2 separate regions of the Capra hircus genome follow, and region 2 is linked to region 1. The links are chromatin contacts, called in public Hi-C maps. All regions are on one chromosome and are shown on one strand. Each heading gives the region's core, a stretch centred on a gene start, on an enhancer-like site or on the middle of the called end of the contact. The rest is flanking DNA. Distances are from core to core; before and after follow the strand shown.

Region 1 (6,165 bases), core at 1,815-4,314:
GAAGAGAGAGCTCGGTTTAGTCTTGGTGTGACTTGTATCTGTATCACATAAACTCAGGACCTGAGAGAGAGCATTTTCTATCACAGGACCTGTGGTACAGAGTCAATAAGCTGGCACACAAAGACAGGATGAACCAGAAAATCAACATACACATTTAATGTGTTATTTTCCTCTAAAAAATGTTACTATCAATGCACTTTAGGATCTAAGCAATTCAGCAGGCTTGATTATACTCTGATTAAATCAACAGAGAAATTCTAGTTTTAAGGGAATGAATGCAAAGTAGAGTCCACCTTATTTTCAATGTATAGAATAAAATTTGCATAAAGCAATGTTGAGAAAGTATTTAAAGATGAGTTTAAGGGGACAAGATGCATTACAAAAATCCATGCAATTCGAATGTAGAGTGGCACATTTCTAGAAGCTAAAATGATAAAACCACTAAAGACCAAACTGAGACTGCTAAATCCATTCTGAAAATAAGTTCATTATTCAAAAGACAAAAAGTTATATTTTTAAATTCCTATTGCTAGAAATAGCAAAAGGAAGAAGCAGATAGAGCTCTAGAGGAAACAAACCTGGCAGGTAATCTGATGCAATTTAATACTTATATTAAATGTTATGTTGACTACTTCTCATTAATTCCTCATTATTGCTGTCATTGTCCTGTGATGTTTTTAAGCCATTTCTTAAGCGAATCAACAAACAGTTTTAGCAACATGACATAACAGTAAGACGCAGAAAATGGCACGCTGCTGCTGCTGCTTAGTCGCTCAGTCGCATCTGACTCTATGCCACCCTATGGGCTATAGCTCGCCAGGCTCCTTTGTCCAGGGGATTCTCCAGGCAAGGATATGAGAGTGGGTTGCCATGCCCTCCTCCAGGGGATCTTCCTGACCCAGGGATTCAACCCAGATCTCCTGCATTGCAGGCAGATTCTTTACCGCTGAACCACTAGGGAAGCCTCATGAAACTGCATACTCCCACCTAAATATAAATATGAGCGGACAAGGAAACTATGGAAGAAATATACTGAGTATGTTTCGTTTCATGTCATTATCTCGAAGAAGGTAAGTATATTCATTGATGGAAATGGAAGCCCAGGCAGATGACTTTCCAAGTCAGGAAACCACCCATGAAGAAAGTTTTAATAAACAACACCTCAGAGTCCTAAAAGAATTTACTGCACTACCTCATGGAGGCAAATACTCTAGTTCTGTTTTGTTTTTAAAGAGGAGAAAGATTCTAGGAATTTAAAGCTAGTGAGCTTGTCCTCAAACCCTGGAGAAATGATAGAACAGGTTGCTGAACAGCCGATTTGCGGAACTAAGAAAAGGAAGGTGTGGTCGCAATGCATAGACTGTGCAGAGTGAGAAAGAGTTTTCACTTCGCTCTCTGACAGAATCACGTTCCAAAAGAGTGGATTACAAAGTGTAACAGTGAAAACGAGTAGAGACCGATGTATAGCGTTGCATATAATTTCAAAAACAATGGCAAAGGCTGGGACCAGGGTCCAGGAAAAGATCAAGACGAGTCTACGGTGAGAAATGGTGCCCGTGACCAGCCATGGCAGTGCCCTGCAGCACGCAACCCCCTGTCTGGGGTCCTGCGTCCCCCTCCAGTGGGCAGCCTTTCACAGCACTGACTCATTCATGGGCATCCCACGGAGACAGCGGGAGGGAAACCTTCAAATGCCTGAGGTCTCACATGGGAGAGGGATTGAATTTCTCTCGTAGAAATCCAGGAGGCAGACAAACAGCACCTGCTCCCACAGTCGGTGAAAGAGAGGTGTGATAAAAAGCCAGCATTTATTGGGAGCTTATTGTGTGTTGGACGCAGTGCTAATTATTTATTGTCTTATGAAATGCTCCCCAAACTGATAAGGTGTCTGTTATTACCTCCATTTTACAGATGAGGAAACTGATCGATGCAGAAGTTAAATAGCTCACCGGGGTCAAGTGGTGACCTCGGAGCTATATTTGAACAAAAAGACTGAGTCCAAAGTCTCCCTGCCAGTGGGAGAGGAGCCACAGATAATGGACCTCCAGTCTCAGAACGCGTTCAGCCAGAGGCTGCCGAGGGGGCCCCCTCCAGGACGGTTCAGGCACTGCTTTCCTGCACGGAGACTAGCGGGCTTTCTCCCTAAGCGGTGTTTTCCCAGATGAGAATTATGAATCTGGAAGTATGAAAAAACAAACTTTCCAACAAACACCCCCAAACGTTACTGGTAATTAACCCTGATTGTTAGGACTAGAGGCTATTTTCACTTTTTGGTTAAACTTCTCTGTACTTGGTGATTTTTTTTTTTAACAGTGAGCATCTATTATTGTTATAATTAGAAAGAAACACTTGAGCTGTTTCCCACTAAGCAGGGAAGAGGATCCAAGAATGCATGCACAAAACTGTGAGCAGATGGTTTCTACATGGTTCAAAGGGTACTAAATAGCTTTATATTCTTATAGAAATGTTTGCATTTCCCAGAATATGATTTTTTTTTCTGAAAAATCATAATGATCTTATATAATTTTCCCTTGACACTGAGTATGTTTTTTTTTTTTTTTTTGACACTGAGTATGTTTTAAAAAATCATTATAAGGAAGAGGCAGGACTCAGGGGATGTGAAATGAAAATAATTGTAGTCTCCTTTCCCCTCCCTGATACCACCCGCTGGTGTCCCTTCTGCGGGGTTATTTATTGAAAAGCAGCTGATGGAGGCAAATACTCTATTTTTTTTAAAAGAGGAGAAAGATTACAGAAATTTAAAGCCAGTGAGCTTGTCCTCAAACCCTGGAATAATGATAGAACGGGTTGTTGAACAGTCCATTTGCGAAACTAAGAAAAGGAAGGAATGGGGGTTCTTTGGTGCCCTCCCCATGTCACTGTACATATCATCAGCTGTTCATTTAGATTCAAGCAGAACTCACTCCCGAGTTTCTGATTCCGGGAGAACAGCTGCACCCTCTCCACTTTTGGCGAGATCTCCTGAGATGTCCAACACCTTCCAGCCACACCTGGCCCATCGGACACACACCGCACCCCTTCGATCGGCCACCAGAGGGCGCTCGGACACTTTCCTAAAACGCAGCTCACTGCAAGTTATTTTTTTCAAGCGCACAGCAGACACCTCTGAGTCAAAGTGATTACCACGCTTTCCTTTGGCAGAGAAATGTTCCAGCACATCAATCATATTATATTCTCCAGGGAAATCTTGTCTAATCTCCAGCTGCAAATATCGTATACCCTCAAGATGGGATCTGGGTTAAGTATAAAAAACTGGGTTTGAATACCTGAATTGTGAGTGTGGCCAGGTGGCCCAGCCTCACTTTGGGCAGCGCAGGGGTGGGGGCATGGGGGGCAGTGGCCAGCACCTGTGGGCTGGGGTCTCTTTGTGGAAACAAAGAAGGAACATGAGCTTCGCCGTGTCAACTGACACACATGGGGTCTTACCAGTGTTTTGTCATTAAATTTGGGAAAGAGGATGGAGAAACATGGAAACCAGGACTTTGCTTTCCTGGGCATCTGTTACTAGCTGCTGCTTATGCCAAGCCCTTTGAGGTATACATGTTTGGGGTGTTACTATCCTAGAGTTTACAACGGAGGCTCCTGGAGGTGAAGAAACCTGTACAGGATCACATACCTCAGAAGTGGGGGCACCTCGGGACAGCCAACTGTAAGTGCCTCACTTTCACTGCTGTAATTGTGCTTCTTTCATGACTAAGTCATGATCAGTTACTCGTACACATGGGAAGTCGATGACCTATATTTTAAAAATAAAAGACCAGAGTATTATTTTAAATTTTGAAAAGGGGCAGGGGGTAGGTGGGGGTGTTCTCCTTTTGAAAAGGAAAAGCTGGATAAACTTATTCTCATCTCTCCTGTTCCCAGAGCCTGCATCTAGGCTTTTGCTATAAGGCTGAGTTCTTGAAAGAACATCTATGAAAGAATCACTCAGAATGTGTTACTAATGCAGATTCCTGGGCTAACCCTTGTCCAGGTTTTCCTTGACTTATGACTGGGTGATTGAGGAGTCCCACGTGGCCCTAGTGGTAGGAACCCACCTGCCAACGCAGGAGACTTAAGAGATGCAGATTCAACCCCTGAGTTGGGAAGATCCCCTGGAGGAGGGCATGGCAACCCACTCTTGCCTGGAGAATCCCAGGGACAGAGGAGCCTGGTGGGCTACAGTCCATGGGGTCACACAGAGTCAGACACGACTGCAGCCACTCAGCATGCCCATGATGGGATGGCATCCCAACAAACCCATTGTAATTTGAGAGTATCGTTAAGTCGAGAATGCGTTTAAGCACCTAACCTATATCGTGGATTAGCCTAGCCTATGCTTAATGTGCTGAGAATGTTTATATGAGCCTATAATTGGGCAAAATCATCTACGCCAAAGCCCGTTTTATAATAAAGTGTCAAATAGCTCATGTAATTTACTGAGTGTTGTGCTGAGAGTGGAAAGCAGACTGGCTCTAAGTGCAGGGGTTGCTTCCTCCTCTAATCACGTGGCTGACCGGGAGCTCTCTCTCTGTTGCTGCCCAGCCCTCCAGGGTGTATCACACTGCATATCGCTAACTCGGGAGGAGAACAAATTCACGATTAGAAGTAGTACAGTTTCTAGATGAGGTGTATCCCTTGTACACCATCATAAGTTGAGAATTGTCTGTACGAGTTTCCAGTTGCTGCTGTAACACATGACTGCAAACCTCCAGACTTTAAGCAACACAAATGTGTCGTCTTTTGGGTCTGAAGATCGGGAGTCCAGGATGGGTCAGGAAGGTGTGTGACCTCTGGACAGTCTAGGGGAGAAGCTACTTCCTGGCCTTTTCCACCTTCTGAAGTGCACAGCGTCCCTTGGTTCCATCCTCTGCTTCTGTTGTCACATTGCCTCTGCCTCCTCCTTTCACTTATAAAGACCCTTGAAAGTTTGTTGGGCTCCCTGGACAATGGAGGATAGTTGTCTCATCTCAAGATCCTTACTCTAGTGACGTCTGCAAAGTCCCCTTGCCATGTAAGGAAACATATTCACAAGTTTTGGGGTATTCGGATGTGGACATCTTTGGGAAGCTATCATTCTGCTTATGAAGATGCCTCGGGAATTCCTGTTCAGAAGTTTGATGGGGGGGCCCCAGAGTCTTTATCTCTGACAGGAGCACCCCCACGGTCCCTGACCCCCACTGATTTCGGTTACACTATAGTTGGAGAATCATTACTAGAAATGAATCACATCCCGCACGTTAGGCCGTGGTTGCTGGTCGGGCTATTTAGTTTCTCTGTGGCACTGCTGCTCAGGGGGTGACTTCAGGGTCTCCGAGCCCTGGGAGAGCAGGGTGTGGTCCTGTCGGGAAGGACTGTCCTGGCGAAAGGAGGAAGGGGTGGGGCGAGACGTTGGTCACTTTCTCAAAGGTCAGAGGTCAGTCATTACATCCTGGCATGGGAAGGCAAGAGGGACCCTCAAGGAGAATGATGTATCTATCAGGAAAGAGGCAGCACCTTCCACCTGGAATGATTGTAGGAGCATTTAATAAAGAGACAAGGGGAGGAACAGGGGGTCCTGAGACATGAACCAGCAGGGGGACATGAATGTCCTTCAGCCTCAGGGGCATCAGGAGGGAACACAAACCAGATGGGCCACGTGGAAAGAGGTGGGCAGGGTGATGGGTCTGCCCTGGAGCCCTCTCCTTTCCTGTGTGGTCCTCGCTGGCCAAATCCAGCTGGAAGCCAGAGGACCCCTACGTGGTGCCTGCAAGATGACCCCCCGGGGGCTCAGGGCAGGGCTTGAGACGGACATGTGGAATATCTCCAGGGAAGAAAGTATTTCCAGTCCTTGAGAAAGAGGTCACCGCCATCCACCCTGTGAACCAGCACAGTAGGGAGGTGGCAGAGGAGTGACGATTGTGGAGGGATGACCAGTGGGGAGCGTGGGACCCTGAGACCAGGCAGCACACTGATGCCCGAGTGTGGGACAGGAGACAGGAGGTGGAAGAACCCATCCACTCCAGGGAGGGTCCCCCAAGGGCAGAAACTGTGCCAGAGGCAGGGGGTGTCCTCCAAAGCTTCTGTCAGAATCAGAGGCCTTGTTTCATCATCACTGTGGAAAGACCTTTGCCAACAAGCTCCAGTGCTTGGCAGTAATAAGCCCTGAAGTGCTGCAGGGAGAGC
Region 2 (6,165 bases), core at 1,143-3,642, 100 kb after region 1:
ACAACATTTATGTAGAAGAGTATGAAATCACAAGAAATTTCAAGATAAATCAACACAAGTTATGAATGAAGATTTGCTAATAGAACTCCATAGAACTCTTGGAGACACACAGTTGGAAGAACATTATTTGTACATACTACCAGCACACTGTGGGACTTGAAATATTCTTAATGATCAGTGAACAAGTCAAAGCATATAAGATGCTGTAGAAACATTCACAAGTTTGTTCACTGATAGTATAGTGGCATTGATCAAAAGCATAAAGTTGTTTTGAAAAAAACTTTGTTTCAAGTTATTATTATTTTTAACCACAGAGAAGCTTTTATATAAAAGTTTGCTATAAATCTGAATTCTTTATTAAGTGATATTGTTAAAAATAGTGAATCTAACAACATCCTAGCTGTCTTAAAGTTTACTTCTGGCCCTCAATCTTTCCCCATCCCCTTTTCTTGTCTTTATGCAAAGAAATGGAATCAGTATGCCAATTTCACTGTTTCATACTTCAGCGTCAGTAGACCCAAAGAAAGGTTTTGTCAAGAGTTGGAGTATAAGAAGAATTAGTTTTTCTGTGTGTAGATGGTTCTCACTTTGTGGATTTGATTTTAAATGTATTACCTTGTGTGAGCAAAGTTTATTGTTGTTGAGGCTGTATCTGAAATATGAAGAGCTTATCTGTGCTTCATCAACGAGCTCAGAACCCAGTATAAGAAAGTTTGTTTACAGAAACAAGCTTATTAAAAAATCTGAGCAGATTTTCTTTGGGTGTTTTGTATGAATTCTTTATGTAATATCTTCCCTAATACTTTGGATTTCAGTTTCCTGATCATAATTATAGGATATAAGGAGAGCATAGTTGATCTGTTTCCCTAAAAGCAGACATCCGGGCCCCAGAACAATATTTCTAACCTGTGCCATGACATGAAACATTGAACTGAATTTGTTGCTTTTTCATCCCTGGTGGCTCAGATGGTAAAGCGTCTGCCTACAATGCAGGAGACCGGGGTTCGATCCCTGGGTCGGGAAGATCCCCTGGAGAAGGAAATGGCAACACACTCCAGTATTCGTGCCTGGAAAATCCCATGGACTGAGGAGGCTGGTGGGCTACACAGTCCATGGGCTCGCAAAGAGTCGGACACAACTGAGTGACTTCACTGACTTCACTTTTTTTTAACATTATGGAGGTGACTTCTAGGGGAGTCACTTAGTTCTTAATCTACTGTGGGTATTTTTGGGCTATAGTCCATCTGTGGAGCCTAGAACCTTCTATGGGATTGTGGAGCATTTTGAAATGTATACAGTTTCTTGAGAACAATCTGTATCCTTGCAGTTGGTCAGGCTGACATGCCTCGGAAAACCTCCAGTCCTCACCTTAACCAGGTGTGGTCGCCCGGTAACCTTCGGGCATGTGTGTACTTGCTCATTTATTCACTCAGCATATATTAAAAAAGTATTTATTTATTTGGCTGTACCAGGTCTTAGTTACAGCAATCAGGATCTTTGACCTTTGTTGTGCCATGAGGGATCTAGTTTCCTGACCAGGGATCAAACCTGGGTCCCCTACATTGGAAGCATGGAGTCTTAGCCATCAGCATACATTTAATGAGCTTCTCTGTGCCAGGCATTGTGGAATAGAATTTATATTTTTAAGAAATCTTTGATTTCTTGGAGAGGAAAATCAGATACTTAAACATAAATGTATTAAATAAAATGATTGATTAAATAGGCCTTGAAACTGATGAGGGAATTGTGAAGTTTCGAAAGATGGCCGTAGTGTTAAACCTTCTGTTTTTGATTATATAAGAATTGAATAAGTACTTCAGTTCAGTTCAGTCACTCAGTTGTGTCCGACTGTTTGCGACCCCATGGACTGTAGCCCACCAGGCTCCTCGGTCCATGGGATTTTCCAGGCATGAATATTGGAGGCAGGCCTCCTTGTCCATCACCAACTCCCTGAGTTTACTCAAACACATGTCCATTGAGTCAGTGATGCCATCCAACCATCTCATCCTCTGTCATCCCCTTCTCCTCCTGCCTTCAATCTTTCCCAGCATCAGGGTCTTTTCCAGTGAGTCAGTTCTTCATGTCAGGTGGCCAAGGTATTGGAGTTTCAGCTTCAGCATCAGTCCTTCCAATGAATATTCAGGACTGATTGCCTTTAGGATGGACTGGTTGAATAAGTTCTTAGAATCCTAAGAATTAGTAGGCTGTTCTTTAAAAGGTAACTTAGAACTCAGGATGCTGTGGGCATGTTAGTTGTAGAAATTGTCTGGAGGACCACAGTCCTGTGGTTTGGCTGCAGCATCTGCAGAGGTCTGTAGAAGTTGCGGGTGTCCTTGGATTGTCTGTGTCTCTTCTCGGTTCATCTTCAGCTGCCCACCGCCCCCCGGGCCCTCGCTGCCGCCTCCTGCCCCGGAGCCACCCCTGCCCTCTTGTCCCCTGTCCAGATGTTGTCATTCATTCGCTCCCTCTTCCCCACACTGTTCCCAGTCCTCATTCCCATGGACCTCGGTCAGGCTCAATTCTGATGGCTGGGGTCTTCTATCAGTGCCAAATTTGTACAGAGTGACATTTCACTCATCCTGAAAGAAGTGACATTCCTGGGCAGGAGTGTCCTGTTTACTGTCTATTCCCTCTCCTCTCCTCCTTCCAGTGCTTCTCTACAGACTTTCTGGGATACATCTTAGTTTTATGCCCAGAAATGTTTCTGGTTGTTTAACCCACAGATATGACAGCATGCTGGTATTCTCTCCCTGGGTTGGGATGCTCTGGGATCAGAATTTTGTTAGCTGGTTAAAATCCACCAGGAACAAGCATTTCAACGATATACTTGCAGAATTAAGAAAAAATGAGTTCCTACCTCTTTCCTACACATTTTTTTCCCCCAAAACTCTTTGCACTGAGTTTGAATGAGCCCCATAATTTGCAGATAAAAGGGGCGAGTGCTAAAAATTCAAGATTCTCCAGTTTCCATGTTGCAACAAGTTCATGTTTGTTGTTTGGCTGCAGATTCCTGCTGGAATCCTCCCCTCTCCCCCCGACCCCACCCTGGGTCTCCCACCCTTATTCAGTGGGTTTCAAACCTGCGGTACATAGCGATTTGTGGAGGCTTTGAGTGTGGACCCCTGACTTTTGTACAGGCTCCCCTGTGTACACACACCACGGGCTGGCTCCCTGAGGTCTCCCTGGGCTCTTTGCGTGTGCTGGGGTGGGACATGGGTCCCCAGCCTAAACGCACCGTCGATGCGTAAGACAGTAAGCTTGACCTTGCTTTTCCTTGGCCGTTCCTGTGCGTGTGGCTGGAGAGCCAGCTAAAGAAGAGGCAGCAGAATGACTCAGTCAGGTGCATTCTGCCCTAGATTTCACTCTGAGATAAATCTTTTTCGTGGTTCTTTGCATAATACACATTATCTCCACCCAGGATAATTCCATTGAATAGGTTTTAAATAATTATCTCTAGTCTCATTTTTTATTTGCTAGTTCAGCTATAATCTAGGAATCCTTAGTATTTAAAAGGATAAGATCAGACATTCACTCAGGATAGTTCAGCACTGATGTATTTGTTAGTTGTGTTGCTGTGCATGAGTGCTAAGTGACTTTGAGTCGGCGCCACCCTATGGACTGTAGCCTGCCAGGCTCCTTTGTCCATGGGGTTCTCCAGATAAGGATACTGGAGTGGGTTGCCCTGCCCTCCTCCAGGGGATCTTCCTGACCCAGGGACTGAACCCACATCTCTTCCATCTCCTGCGTTGGCAGTCAGGTTCTTTACCACTAGCGCCACCTGGGAATAGCTTTGCAAAATTAGTATTTAAGGACATATGCCCAATGCTTTTAGGTAATCCCTCCCTCCCTGAGACATCTGTTACAATAATGTCATTGCTTTCCAGAGCAGTTCAGTTGCTCAGTTGTGTCTGACTCTTTGTGACCCTATGGACTGCAGTACGCCAGGCTTCCCTGTCCATCACCAATGCCCAGAGCTTGCTCAAACTCTTGTCCATTGAGTTGGTGATGCCATCCAACCATCTCATCCTCTGTCGTCCCCTTCTCCTCCTTTCCAGATGGTCACTTTTTATTTTATTGGGCCTGTTTATTCCCCTCTTTCCTGTCTATAGCAATTTAATCCTTAGAGGTTAGGGCGAAGAAACACAACCCTTGAACCACAAGACAAGCAAGAAAGACAGCCCTTGAACTGCCAGACAAGTTTAGCAAGATTTTTAGAATCTGTATACCTCTGACTTTTCTGTTAGAAATCTTGGCTCCTTTGTGAAATTAATGGTTTTAGAAATGTTCTCAAGTGGTTGAAGTGAAGTGAAGTGAAGTTGCTCAGTCGTGTACAACTCTTTGCGACCCCATGGACTGTAGCCCAACAGGCTCCTCCGTCCATGGGATTTTCCAGGCAAGAGTGCTAGAGTGGGTTGCCATTTCCTTCTGCAGAGAATCTTCCCAATCCAGGGATCGAACCTGGGTCTCCTGCATTGTAGGCAGATGCTTTACCGTCCGAGTCACAGGGAAGTCCCTCTCAAGCGGTTGAGGGCAGAGTAAAAAGAATCTTTCGGAGACATTGTCACAGTTTCTTCATCCAAAGAGATCACAGTGCAGTTGAAGACAGCCCAGACATAGGATTGGACATAGCGCAGGTCTCTCTCTTTAGCAACTGGGAAGTGATGTCTCAGTTGAGTGGACACGATTGCTTGGTTTGCTTTGTGTAACGTTGGAAAAATTCTGGAATTGCAAAACCAGAACTGAGAATGGATTAGGAACTAACTGGTTTAGGAATCTATAGACCAGAAGACCCAAAGCAAAAGAAACTGCCAAGGTTTGAATGAAGAGGTAGAAGGGAGCAGGGGCCCCATGTGTTGGTGCAAATACACTGGAGTCAGGACACTGTGTGTTAAGCGTCTGGTCCACGGTGATGCTGCGAGTGGAGCCGTAACTGCGGTGACAATACTGTCCTTGAAAACGTGGACCTTTCCCCCTGTGTACTTCAGTGTAAATTGATTGATCCATTGTTGCCTACTTGTTTATTTTCTTAGATAAATTCTGACAAATAAGTCAAGTTGTTGGTTCAGAGGGTGTAGACACATTTAGAATTTTGGTGTATCATCATGTGGTTTCTTTCTTAAATAGGGGAAAAAAGACATTCGTTCACATTACAGAAATATTGGATGTTTATTTTCATTTTCAAATTTCTAATTTATCAGAAATATAATTTTTAGGGTTTGCTACAGAGCTGAAGTTGTGAAAGCTGCTTTTGTTAATATGACTTAAATTCTCCTTTTAAAAAGTGAAATTATGGCACCCTCTGCTGAATTTGAAAGGAATTGCTGAATGGTCATGTGCAGGTTTGATTAAGAAAACGAATAAACGTGCACTTTAGACTTTCTTGTCCCTTGTATGGTGATTTTTGTTACTGGTCATTATTAGGCAGTGTGATGATGGATAGTTGATTAAACCCATATTTTTTTTGACTGTGAGGAGCATTTTTAAAAATTTATTGTTTAAACTTTTTGTTTTATATTGGAGCATAGCCAATTAACAATTTTGTGATAGTTTCAGGTGAACAGAAAAGGGACTCAGCTATACGTACACATGCATCCATTCTCCCCCAAACTCCCCTCCCATCCAGGCCGCCACATAACATTGAGCAGAGTTCCCTGTGATGCACAGTAGGTCCTTGTTGGTTATCCATTTTAAGTATCGCAGAGTATACATGTCCCTCTCAAACTCGCTACCTATCCCTTCTCACCGTTCTTCCCCAATGGCAGCCGTAAGTTTTTGCTCTAAGTCTGTGAGTCTGTTGCTGTTTTGTAAATAAGTTCATTTGTATCATTTCTTTTTAGATTCCACATAGAAGGGGTGTCACGATATTCCTCTTTCTCTGACTTCACTCAATATGACAATCTCTACGTCTGTGTTGCTACAAATGGCATTATTTCATTCTTTGTAATGGCTGAGTAATATTCCATTGTATATATTAAACCCATAGTTTGATGTGGGCAGAAGATCTAGAGTGAGCAAGTTTATAGAGGCAGGAAATAATGGGGTGTGCAGAAAATTAGAGTGAGTCCATGTGGTGCTTTGCAATGAAAGAAACTGGTAAGAACAGAGGGCTGGTATCATTTTTGGAATTTAAACTTTATCATGAACGTGCTGTTGAGTCATTGGATA

Evidence for each region. A called contact is a pair of places that touch in the nucleus more often than the background predicts.
Region 2: a Hi-C map of blood shows a contact between it and region 1, with 6 times the contacts expected there. The contact joins two enhancer-like sites. A contact is called at or near these places in 3 of 5 Hi-C or Micro-C datasets (blood and liver).

What each region holds. Positions count from the first base shown.
Region 1 is chr13:35,618,042-35,624,206 of ARS1.2, forward strand. LOC108637364 (a long non-coding RNA gene) reads right to left here. Exons shown (of 3, transcript XR_001918970.1): 2 at 3,638-3,757. Among named protein-coding and RNA genes, the nearest start is that of MPP7, 60 kb to the right of the region's middle. Within about 2 kb of position 3,065, at least 1 of the 5 cell types and tissues checked has an H3K27ac peak or open chromatin away from gene starts, as enhancers often do.
Region 2 is chr13:35,719,964-35,726,128 of ARS1.2, forward strand. The region is part of intron 1 of MPP7 (MAGUK p55 subfamily member 7); the gene reads left to right. Among named protein-coding and RNA genes, the nearest start is that of MPP7, 41 kb to the left of the region's middle. Within about 2 kb of position 2,393, at least 1 of the 5 cell types and tissues checked has an H3K27ac peak or open chromatin away from gene starts, as enhancers often do.